Linked DNA regions of Mus musculus: all the other regions are linked to region 1. A link is a contact called in public promoter capture Hi-C data. All regions are on one chromosome and are shown on one strand. The core of a region is the stretch at or near the end of the contact, and the rest is flanking DNA. Distances in the headings are between cores, read along the strand shown. Region 1 holds the start of Slc22a8 (solute carrier family 22 (organic anion transporter), member 8). Region 2 holds the start of Dagla (diacylglycerol lipase, alpha). Region 3 holds the start of Atl3 (atlastin GTPase 3).

Region 1 (3,813 bases), core at 927-3,426:
TGATTTTACTGAAGGTCATACAAGTCCATCATGCGACAACCTTCAATAGCCTTGATCCAGGGATCAGGAACCCATGCACATCCGCTGGGGGCCGGGGGCGCTGCCCGGATACAGCGGCCCCTCACTGAGCTGTTGGGCTATGTATACTCTGGCTCAACCCCAGAAGCCTCAGGGAAATCACCAGGCGCCTTTAAACAACATCCCACTGGGACAGGAACAGACGGACAGCCCAGGCCAATTAGGAACTAGAAAAGAACATCTCTGTGAGGGTGAACACCCAGAACAGGGGGTTAGCTGCAGCAGCCCAGCTTGCTGCAAGCCTCCCAGTCAAAACCTTCCTAAAACAACCCTTTGGCGGCCTTGGAGTATAATTTAATCTTCCTTTGATGACTCCAGATTTCACCCTGCCTCAGGTCACTCGGAGAACATCAATAATTGCTGAGTCCAGGTGGTAAGCGAAGAGGAGGGGCTGGAACAGGGTTTGTCATCTGACCTTGCTTTGTGGTAGAGGGAAGAGCTGGCAGGCACTTCAGCAGGAGGATCCCAGGCCTAACTTGGAGGCTGGATGCCACCTTTAAGAAAAGGGCCCAGGAGACAGGAAACCTCAACCAGACAAAACAGAGAACCCCAAGTGGGCCATCTCTGATCCTGCCCACCCCACCCCACCCCACCTCCCCTGCATTGCAGGTGGAATGGGGCATCTCCGGGGGGGGGGGTCCCAGAAATGGTAATAGTCAGCTAAAAGCAAGCCAGTTGTGACTTAAAAGGCAGTGCAGGTTAAGCAACTTTGCTAAGAAAGAAGCAGACTTCATAGAAAACTCTGGTTCACACCAGAAGCACAAGTGAATGCTGGTGATCCTAGCAACTGAGAGGAGTCTAAAGCTTGAGGACTGCTGTGAGGCTTAAAGGCCAGGCTGAACTATATAGCGAGATCCTGACTCAAACACTCAAAGAGGAGAGGAGAGGGAAGAAGCAGAAGAGAGGGAGGGGAGAGGAAGGGAGGAAGGAAGAGGCGGAGGAAGGGGAGAGGGAGAGTGTGTGTGTCTGTGTGTGTGTGTGTCTGTGTGTGTGTGTCTGTGTGTGTGTGTGTGTGTGTGTGTCTGTGTGTGTGTCTGTGTGTGTGTGTGTCTGTGTGTGTGTGTGTCTGTGTGTGTGTGTGTCTGTGTGTGTGTGTCTGTGTGTGTGTGTCTGTGTGTGTGTCTGTGTGTGTCTGTGTATGTGTGTTTAGATGCTTAAGGGCAGAAATGGACTTGAAGCCACACCCCTGACCTACTTCCTGCTGGGGACCCTAAGCTAGTTACTTAACTTCTCCGTTTCCTAACTGACAGTCCTATCAGTAGGGCCTGCCATAAGTGTGTCAACCAAGTTTCCAGCTGACTGGTAGACCCTGTCTTAGACATGTCTGTAGGAGAAAAGTAACCACAAACCACAAGACTCCCTGCCCAAGCTGGCTCTTGGGTGAAACTGAATGTACTTAATTCAGTTTGTGTTGGCTTGTTAGAATTTCTGTTTTATACAAGAAATGCACATTATTAGGTAATTAAACCGTACTCATAGAAATAAGCAAAGCCATTGGGACTGCAGAGAGAAGCCAAAGAGCAGCCGGTGGCATAAGTCCACAGGTAGATGGGAGATGGTCACTTGTGTTTGAGACTCAGACAGGGATGGCCCTGGTGTTTCCAGGAGCCCAAGGCACGGTACCTCTGAGACCATAAGGACCAGTGCTTGGGCCTTTCTGTCTGAGTGTGTTCTAACATTCTCCATGAATCTACTCAGGAGCCGGGTATGAAAGATGATCCATTGCAGGAATGCTGCCTCCCATGTGCAGGAGCACCTCTCTTGCTGGTTGTTCTCCACTCCAGGTCCTCTGAACATCAGCTCAGAGGCACTCTGGACACGCAGACCTGAGTCCTTTTCCAGATTCTCGCTTAGGAAACATGCCCTGAGCCACTAAGCCCTTTGTCCAGCAAGCAGCCTCTAGGCTCAGCCACACTCCACTCCCCAGCCCCCTCTCCACCCTATCAACAGCCTTGGCTGAGGCAGCCCTTTCAGGAGAGCTGGGCTTGGTGGGTGCACAGCATTCCCCCTGCCGGATGTTAATCTTCCAAAGAAAGTCAAACATTAGCCCAGGAAACAGCTTATGCCTTATATAAGGCACCCCAGGGGAGACACAAACAGCTTGTTAGAGCTGAGCTGTCCTACTACAGCAGCTGCTGGACCCTAGGACAGAGCACGGGCAACTGCTGCATCCAGCTCCAGCCCAACTGAATCCAGCTCCAACCACCAGGTGAGACGGGATTGAAGACCCCCAAGTCTAGCACCCAAGAACACCCCAAAGCCAGGCTTCCTCACTGTAACGCTGTAATTGGTCAAACCCCTAAAGCCTTCAGGGACCTACTTGGATTCTTCTGATACTCCAGCACAGGGGACTCACCCCAGGGAACAGCAAGGAGGCTTGGAGCTTGAGCAGATCCTTCTTAGCCCACATGAAGCAATCGGAAATGTGTATTATCCTCTCTCTCACCCTCACCCACACCCCGCCTGGGCAACCAACATCCAAATCTGGACCTTTGGTCCCTACTATGTGGCCCTGTGCCTACACATCTACGACCTATAAGCACAGGGCCACATGCCTGCATTCACATGACCTTCAAGAGTGCAGTTTAGATGTGCACATAGCACTGCATCCACACTGGTATCCCATATCCCTCTCTGCAACTGTGTACATCTTTATGCATCCACACACCAGAACCCCAAATCTTTACACATGTAACTAGGTACATCTTCATGCATGTGATTCTATGATGCTCCACAGGCCTACATACAATTCACACACACATACACACACCTCTTCTTGGCCTGATGCCTTGCCTACAGTTTTGGTTCATCTTGCCTGGTGCCATGACCTTCTCCGAGATTCTGGACCGTGTTGGAAGCATGGGCCCCTTCCAGTACCTGCATGTGACCTTGCTGGCCCTCCCAATCCTCGGAATAGCCAACCACAACTTGCTACAGATCTTCACAGCCACCACCCCTGACCACCACTGTCGCCCGCCCCCCAACGCCTCTCTAGAGCCCTGGGTACTCCCCTTGGGCCCAAACGGGAAGCCTGAGAAGTGTCTCCGCTTCGTGCATCTGCCAAACGCCAGTCTTCCCAATGACACCCAGGGGGCCACCGAGCCATGCTTGGATGGCTGGATCTACAACAGCACCAGAGACACCATTGTGACAGAGGTATGTCTGGCACCCTCTCTCCTTCCACCTCACCTTAGGTACTTCCATATACCGTGCAGCACTTGTGGATAGAAAAAACACAGGGGCCTAGATTTCCTGGGATTGAAAGAATGGGAACTGGGCAAAGAGGAAGGATCCCAGTGCTAATGCACAAGAACTGAGTGGTTTGATTCGTTCATGCCCAAGCATTCCTTCAACAATCTATAGCGTGGTATTGAGCTCCAGTGATGCTGAGCTGTACAGTCTCTCCTCCTAGTAGGGTGTTATACAGCCTTGTGGAATAACTTGTTACCTCATGCTGTGCAGTGACCTTGGGCTGCAATCTTCCACCCTTGGACTGGTTATAGGGACAAGAAAAGAGTAGCTTGAGATGAAATCACTTCAAAGAAGCATCCCTGGAGCTGAGATTAGAACAGCAGGCAAGGGGTTAACTAGACTAGAAGAGGAGCATTCCATCCTGTGCAAAGCTTTGCGGGGCTGGGGGAGGGGTGGTGCAGGGAGGCTGGGTAGCAGAGGGATTTCACATTGCAAAGGTTGGAAGGCTCCTGGGTGGATCCAGAGGGTGTCAGTCACTCACAT
Region 2 (3,813 bases), core at 337-2,836, 1.7 Mb after region 1:
TCTCCTTCATTCTGGGACCACTGGGATCACTGTGTGAAGTGACTCTTAAAGGTAACAACACCAGCTCAAGGTCACACAGCCAAAGACTGGAATTCAAGTTATCTGGCTCTAAAGACAGTGGACAACATGTCAGCTTTAGGGAACTTAACTCAGTTCCCTCAAAGGAGGGAGGCTTCTCCAAGCACCCATGTTGGCAAAGAAACACCCTTCTCATGCAAAGCTCAGCTCTTTGCTTCTACTTCTGTGCCTTCCCCCCCAAGAAACCCATAACACCCTGAAGTCTTCAACGTCTCTAGGGGTCTGCCCACTGATGCTCTGTGAAGTGGGACATCATGTGGCAATGAGAGGAGGAAGGAGATGGGGGCTGGGAGGGGGGAGAGATAGAGGGAGGGAGGGAAGGAAAGAGATAGAGAGATGGGGGACCTTCTCCAAAGCTTCTCAGAAGACTAGTTAGGATATATGCAATCTCCAAACACTCCCAGTAGCCACAGAACCATCTTCCACGCAGCCCAAAAGATACAATTCCCAGAAACCCAGTAGCACCGCCATCAACCAAGTGAAAGGAAGGGCCCAGGGACGACGTAGCCTGGGCTACTTCTCTATACCCTTCTGAGTCTCCTATAATCAGAAACAAGGACCACCAGTGAGAACCACCTATTCCTCCCATCTTCCTCCAAATGGGGGAGGACTCATGAGCCAGGTAAAGGTTCATAACTGAGCAGAGCTCTACCTGGGACAGCAACCAAGAACCTCATGGTAGACACATGGTGTCTCTTATTCTCATCCATCATAAAAAACACCAACCTTCTTCCAGCCTTCTGCCCCAAGGCCAGCACACCAACAGGCATTAATGCTGAGCCCCATGACAGAGACGTCGCCCCTACTGATCTCCCTGTAAGGGTGGGTATTTACCCTCTTATTTACCAGGGTCTGAGGGCCACCTGTCTTCCCTCACAGTATTAGTCATTCCAGGGCACTGCGCTAAGCCAAGGCCATTTCTCACAGCAGGGCCGGAGCCACTAGTCATGCCCAGGACATTGATTCTTTAAGCCCCCAGGACCATCACTCCAAACCATGTCAAGCCCAAGGCCAGAACCATGCCAACCAACATCCAAGCAATGGCAGCACTTTCTCACACCCATGCCCACCGCACCATCACGGCCCAGCATCAGCTGGCCACCCACCAGCACCAGCTGCGTGCATCGCCCTCCTGTACAGAGGGTGCACCCTCCTCACACCTGGGCGGCCACCGCTACACCAAGGCGGGGGTGAGTCTTCTGACACCCTCGCCAGGAAAAATCACGCTGCCCGTGCTGTATCCACGTTGCCCACGCCCGTGCCATGCGTGTCACCATCCCCACGCCGGTGGCCCGGGGCTCCGCGGACCTCACACCTGCCACGAGCGCGCGTGGCAGCCGCACCTCCGCCCGCGGACCTGTCGGACCGGCCACCGCGCGCAGTGGACATTGCCCAGCCCGCCACGCCGCTCGCAGAGCTCCTGCGCCCGGGACTCGGCCCGGGCCCCCTTACCTCCGGCCCGCCGCAGGGCTCGGCCCGCCGCGGCCACTGCGACCGCCACCTCCATCCTGGGCTCCCCAAGGCCCCTATTCACTAACGTTGCTTCCGCAGGGCGCCGGCGCCGGCGCGAAGGCCGCCTCCGCCCCCCGGGGGACGCTGCGTCCTTTACGTAAACCCCACTCCGCCGCCAGCGGTGACCATGGCGACGGCCGTGGGGCGGCAGCGCCCCCTAGCGCCAGGGAGGGGAGAGGCGCGCAGGCCCGAGGTGGTGGAGCCCTGGATCCCCGCGCGTGGGGGCGGTGGGCGCGGGGCTGAGGCCTCCACGGGGGTTCCGTGGGCAGACGAAAGGGGTTGGACCGTGGGCACTGAACAGGGGCACGGTAGCTGCTTGGGTTCCCCTCCTTCAGGTCCCGCGTGACAGGGTTTAGCGTGGGAGATGAAAAATAGCAAGTAGGATCACCGGAGAACTGGTTTGTTTGGGGGAGGAAAGGAGAGAGATGGGTTCCACCTCCTTCAGGGGACCTAGCAGCGTCTTGAGGAGTTGGGACACATCTTTATCTATGTCCTCCTCTTCCCCCCTACTCTCACCCTCCTCAACACCCAGCATAGTGCCTGACAGCAAAAGGGGAGTTTGATCAATTTTGATTTTCTGATAAATGAAGAAAATCGCCCCTCCTGTTCTCCTTCACACACGCCCATCCATTCATGCGCAAGTCGCTCAACTCGCCTTCCTGAAAGCTGCTTTTTGGCAGGGACACAGCTATGCTGGTGTTCTGGGTTGAGTCTGGGGAGTGGGTGGGAGCAGGCTTGCCCTTAGAGATATCAGGTCACATGGGGGCTAAGCTAAGAGCTGCAGCTGCACAGGGGGTCATAGGTAAGATTGGATCTAGCGGTCATGATGATGCAATCAGTTAAGTCTCCAAAGTCGAGCAGAAAGATATGAGAGGTCGAAAGGAAAGTAACGCAGAAAGCAAGCGTGTGAAATGTTTCCTGGGCTCAGACGTCATTCTGAGAATGACGTCAGGATGATTGACTTGTTCTGTAGGCCTGGAGGACATAGGTGGACATCTGACTGAAAGTGAAACCCTGCATCCGGGACAGACTTCTCCTCGTTGCAGAGTTCAGCCCCTCGCCAGGCAATTCGGTAGCATCTACGGTTATTGCAAAGATAAGCTCTGGCTTAGGTAAAGAAAATGGATTTGGGGAACAAATATGAGCACTTCAAGAATTCCTGGAGAGGAGCTCCCGATGTCTCAGGAAGTTCAGAAATCTGGGGAGGCCTGGGTTCAGGGACGTTATCTCTAGATTGTCATGGTCCATTCAAACCACACAGTTGGAGATAATATCTCTTGCTTCAAAGTCCCAGACACCTGGAAGAAAGAATTATATTGGTCCTGTGAACCATGGTAGATCAACTGATGCCAGGCAGAAAGGACTCTGCAAAATCAGCTCTTTTCCTTACTCACCAAAGTTCCTAATGGAGAAAGCATGCCCACGTGGCCATCCCTAAATAGTCTACTACAGTCTACCCCTTAGCTGTCCGGCACATAGAAAACTACACAAGTTCCACACACACACACACACACACACACACACTCGCACACACACTCACACACACACACACACCATCATCATCACCACCATCACCATCATCATCATCCCCATGTATCCAATCCTCGACAAACCAGTTCTGACCAGTTCTATAATGTGGGAGGCTAATACTACTGGGATTCTCAAGGTGATGTCCTGTTCTTGGTCAGCTGCATCAGTGAGCCCCATGTAGGGCATCCCACACCAGGATTATTCACTGCTACTAACATAATCTCTGAACTCTTTCAGCTAGGTATGTGACACGGACAAGGACATGCCGTAGGGAAGCTTACTAGAAATTCCGAGCCTCAGACCCAAGATCTTAGCTTGATTACAAAACCCTCAGGGGATCTCTGTGCATGTGAAAGTTTGGGAAATTGTCATTGTGAAACTAGGGGAAAGGGGAAAGGGAAAGGTAAGAAAAAGCGATTTCAATCTTGATCATTCCCATCAGACACTAAACATCTAATGCTCTATTTTGAGCATACATGAGATCCCGGGTGCAATCACCAACCCCCAAACAGACAAAAGGAATTAGTTAATTATTTAGAATTCAGCAATGTGACTGAGGAACAAGGAAGCACAGGTAGAGGCTGCAGGCATTATTTTTGCAGCTGCTTTTGAACTCCTGGAAGGAGTCCATGACTTCCTACCTCTGACTCCTTAGTCCTCTTTGCCTTCTGGCCATGTCTCATTTGGCTAGCA
Region 3 (3,813 bases), core at 932-3,431, 1.1 Mb before region 1:
TTCCTCCTACTGGGTTGCCCTGTTCCAGCCTTGATGCGATGATCCCGTGGTGCCTGGTCCTATTGTTGCTTCTTATGCCCTGTTTGATTGATGTCCCTGGGAAGCCTGTTCTTAGAGGGGATGTGGAGAGGGTTGGTTCTGGGGAAGAGAGGAGGGGAAAGATGGGGGCGTGGGGGAGCTGAGGGAGGAGAAATTGCAGTTGGATGTAATGTAGAATAAAAAATAAAAATTAAAAAACAATACTTTAGAAAAGGGGACTGGAGAATGCTAGGATGTGTGGGCGATTTTAAATTCTTACACAATAATATTTGCAGTTGTGACAAAGTCATTGCCCTTTGGCTCTCCTCTTTGAGCATGTAACAAAATGGGTTTGTGTCATGTCTTCTTGAACTAATCTCTTCCCCTAATGTTTACTTCTAGTTTCTTGCTGGACCAGGTTGGCCTATGCTGTGTTACTTTTTCTTGGGAGAGAGAAACAATGGCCTAGTCATTCTGGGGTAAGGGCACTGACAGACCAAAGAAAGAATTCTATCCAAGTTCAGCTTGGTGAACCATTGAGTTTATTGAGGCCACTTATAGGTACACGGGTGACTCAAAGGCAGTTACATCACCAGGAAGTCCCTTGGGCAGTTTATAGGCAACTATACAAATTAAAAATCTCACCTGGAGCGTGGGTGATTCACAAAGAACCTGCACTCCTGATGAGTTCCATGGGCAGCTTCAGTAATGGAAGAGTCCTTCTGGTCAATTTGCTCTTGGATATACACCTTCCTCCAATGAGTCTCCTGTGGCTGATTCAAGACAGCAATGGTCATGTCCACCTTAGAAGAAACAACTACACAATAGCCTAGAAGATCTAATTTGGTTTAAATCTAAAAGCTAGAAGAGAGTTTCCTAACAGTCTTGAGAGTTTGGGGGGTAAAGGGGCTCAAAGAGGGGTTAAAGAAGTGTAAACAGGATTTCTTTAGGTAGGCTACGAATAATTTTTACCTCATAACCTTTGGCATAATTGCTCAGGAAGTAAAGATAGCTGAAAGGCTTGGCAGGGTGTAGAGATAGAGGGAAGTTCAGGGTAGGCCGAAGGAATAAAGAAAACATTTGCTGAATGAACGAAACAATGGTGAGGAAAAATCAAGTCACTGGGGTGACACTACCTCCATCTATAGGATTTGTTAGAAAACAGTATTTAGTTGTGGCAAATTGTATTTTCACAATATGTCAAGTATGAATAAAAGCATTTCCCAACAACTTCCTTTTGTAAAGTAACTTTGAATCACGGTCCTAGAAGTCTAAAGTTTACAAAAGGTGGGTCATGGCTCAGAATAGTCTGAGGTCGCGCGAAAATGAGACAGAGACTCACTATGTAGTTCAGGAAGGTATTGAACACCTGATCCTCCTCTCCTGGTCTCCAGTACTGGGATTACCAGCGTGCCACCCGGAGCCTGACTTAGTAAGGTCTTACTTTAGCTTTTTGTTTGTTTGTTTTGTTTTGTTTTTTTGTTTTTCGAGACAGGGTTTCTCTGTGTATCCCTGGCTGTCCAGGAACTCACTTTGTAGACCAGGCTGGCCTCGAACTCAGAAATCCTCCTGCCTCTGCCTCCCAAGTGCTGGGATTAAAGGCGTGCGCCACCACGACCGGCGTTACTTTAGCTTTTAGTAAGCCTTGGTCAGATCAGAGATTAGGGGTGATGGTGATGATAATGAAGTCACGATGGTCTGTCCTTGTGAAGTCAAAGTCGAAGCGTTCGCGTCATCATGTTAATTCTTTCATACCACCACCTGTAGTCCTGGCCAGCGAGGAACACCAGAGCCCAGCACGCGGGCCGGGTGGGGGCTCCCGGCGGGAACCGGGTGGCCAAAGCCCGGCCCTGGTCCCCGGGTTAGGCGCCGGGCAGGGTCTTCCGAGAGCCCTCCTCATTTTTTTCCCTTTGCAAGGCCTAATGGGAGTTGTAGTTCAGCGGTAGGAAGACCCACTCGGCCCAGTCCTGTCCTCCGTTTCCTCTACGCCCCGGATGAGGGCGAACACCCGGGTCAGAGGGGCCGGGCCCAAGAAAACGCCGAACTACAATTCCCGATGGACCCGACATTCCAGTACGCAGTCACAGGTACCCGCGGCACGATCCCCGCTCCGGCGCACGCGCACCGAACGGTGGCGGGACTCGGCCGCGTGCGCTTTCCCGCCCTCGTCACGCCCTGCGCCATCGGCAGGGCTGTCTCCTGAGCTGTAGGCTTTCTCCGCGCGCCCCTCCTTCTCGGTTTCTCCCCAAGTCCAGGCTCCGCCTGTTTCCCTCCTCCAGGGCAGCCTCAACCCGCTCCTGTCTTCTCTGCCTCTGCTACTTCTGCTGAAGGAGGAGGCTCCATGTTGTCCCCTCAGCGAACTGCAGCGGTGGCATCGAGAGGAGCAGGTGAGGCGTCCAATTTTCCCGGGACCCGGTCCGTGGTTACCCACGCTGCCTCCCAGTGCTTCGGCTCCGAGGTGACAAGCCGTCCCTGCCGCCGCCTTTTTTGGTGTGGCGACGGGAGGCCGCACCGCCGGGTGTCTCGGCTCGGAATTCAGGGCCGGGGCTCCTGGAGCGGGGAACGTTCCCAGTCTCCGCCGGGAGCCCGCGGCCTCCTGCGGCCTGGTGTTCTGGCCCGTCGAGCTCCGCCCTGTGCTGGGCAGGGCGTGCCGGGCGGTGGCGCGCTCCGGGTCGGGAAGCGAGGTTGGCGGTCCGTCTTAACGGGCCGGGATCGGCGGAAGGCTTTATTGTTGAGCCTTAAAGTGCTGGAATGCTGCGGTGCAGCCTTGGAGTTGAAAGGTTTTATTTTAAACGAAAAGACCTTGAGATACTGACAAGTATTAGTAAAGTTCGTTTTCCACCCGCGCTTATCTCCATGTTTGGTGATAAAAGAATTGGCCTAAATTTGGTTGTTTTGTTTTGCAAGTTTTTTGTTTTGTTTTTTTTTTTTTTAAAGTAAGTTTGGTTCCTTTGGCTTTGCCGGAGACATAAAATGAGGTGGTAAAAGTACTAAATGAAAACCAAATAGTCCCTCCGTAAATTCATGGATGCAGTTTCGCCTGTCATTTTACCTGGCACTGTGCTTGTTTAATGGGTATGGCCCTGAAATGATTGCAAGTTTCAGTTGCGAAATCTAAAGGAAAAAAAAAAGAAGAGTCAACAGTAGTGTTTGAAGAATTTTTTAGCAAACCCCAGTCTTCAAATTTGAGTACGAAGTGGAATGTTTTGCAAAAGGTGAAGAAAAAAAAAAAAAAAAAAAAAAAAACCCCTAGCAGTCTAAAACGTCATGGTTCTCAGTTTTGTTTTGGAGAAGTGGAGTTAAGTAAAACCTACGTTAAGGATTTGTACTCTATGTCAGTATTCAGCTTACATACAAACTGCAACATCAAATGAGGGCTGTTTTGCTTCCTACGAAAACCAGCTTGTATTCTAGAAATTCCTGTGCAGCTTTTACATGCGTGAGGGGATGTATGGGTGAAAAACATTTTCACCTAGTGAAGCATAAGGCCAATACCAACATTGTTTTATTTTCGGTAGTTTACTGTCTTTTGTAATAGTCATAACCATAAGAAAAACAGTTGAGGGGTGGTGGTGGCGCACGCCTTTAATCCCTGCTCTTGGGAGGCAGAGACAGGTGGATTTCTCAGTTCAAAGCCAGCCTGGTCTACAGAGCGAGTTCCAGGACAGCCAAGGCTACACAGAAAAACCTTGTCTGGGTTCGGGGGAACAAAATGAACCAAACTAAATAACAAAACAAGTCACCCCCTGAAAACAAACAAACCCACAAACAATAACAAAACAAAACAGAAGAGGG

The links. Promoter capture Hi-C pulls out the DNA fragments that hold promoters and counts their contacts.
Region 2: a contact with region 1 is called in a promoter capture Hi-C map of frontonasal cranial neural crest. A contact is called at or near these places in 2 of 39 promoter capture datasets (frontonasal cranial neural crest and hippocampal neurons).
Region 3: a promoter capture Hi-C map of hippocampal neurons shows a contact between it and region 1, with 3 times the contacts expected there. A contact is called at or near these places in 2 of 39 promoter capture datasets (hippocampal neurons and pre-B cells) and 4 of 130 datasets of targeted methods (embryonic stem cells, extraembryonic endoderm stem cells, large pre-B cells and 1 more).

Annotation. Positions count from the first base shown.
Region 1 is chr19:8,591,006-8,594,818 of GRCm38.p6, forward strand. It overlaps Slc22a8 (solute carrier family 22 (organic anion transporter), member 8), which reads left to right and starts at 2,177. Exons shown (of 11, transcript NM_001164635.1): 1 at 2,177-2,287; 2 at 2,878-3,234. The coding sequence starts at 2,902.
Region 2 is chr19:10,303,291-10,307,103 of GRCm38.p6, forward strand. It overlaps Dagla (diacylglycerol lipase, alpha), which reads right to left and starts at 1,587. Exons shown (of 20, transcript NM_198114.2): 1 at 1,531-1,587.
Region 3 is chr19:7,492,257-7,496,069 of GRCm38.p6, forward strand. Atl3 (atlastin GTPase 3) reads left to right here and starts at 2,182. Exons shown (of 13, transcript NM_146091.4): 1 at 2,182-2,405. The coding sequence starts at 2,360. It overlaps Gm52401 (a long non-coding RNA gene), which reads right to left and starts at 1,538. Exons shown (of 2, transcript XR_003952920.1): 1 at 1,361-1,538; 2 at 538-791.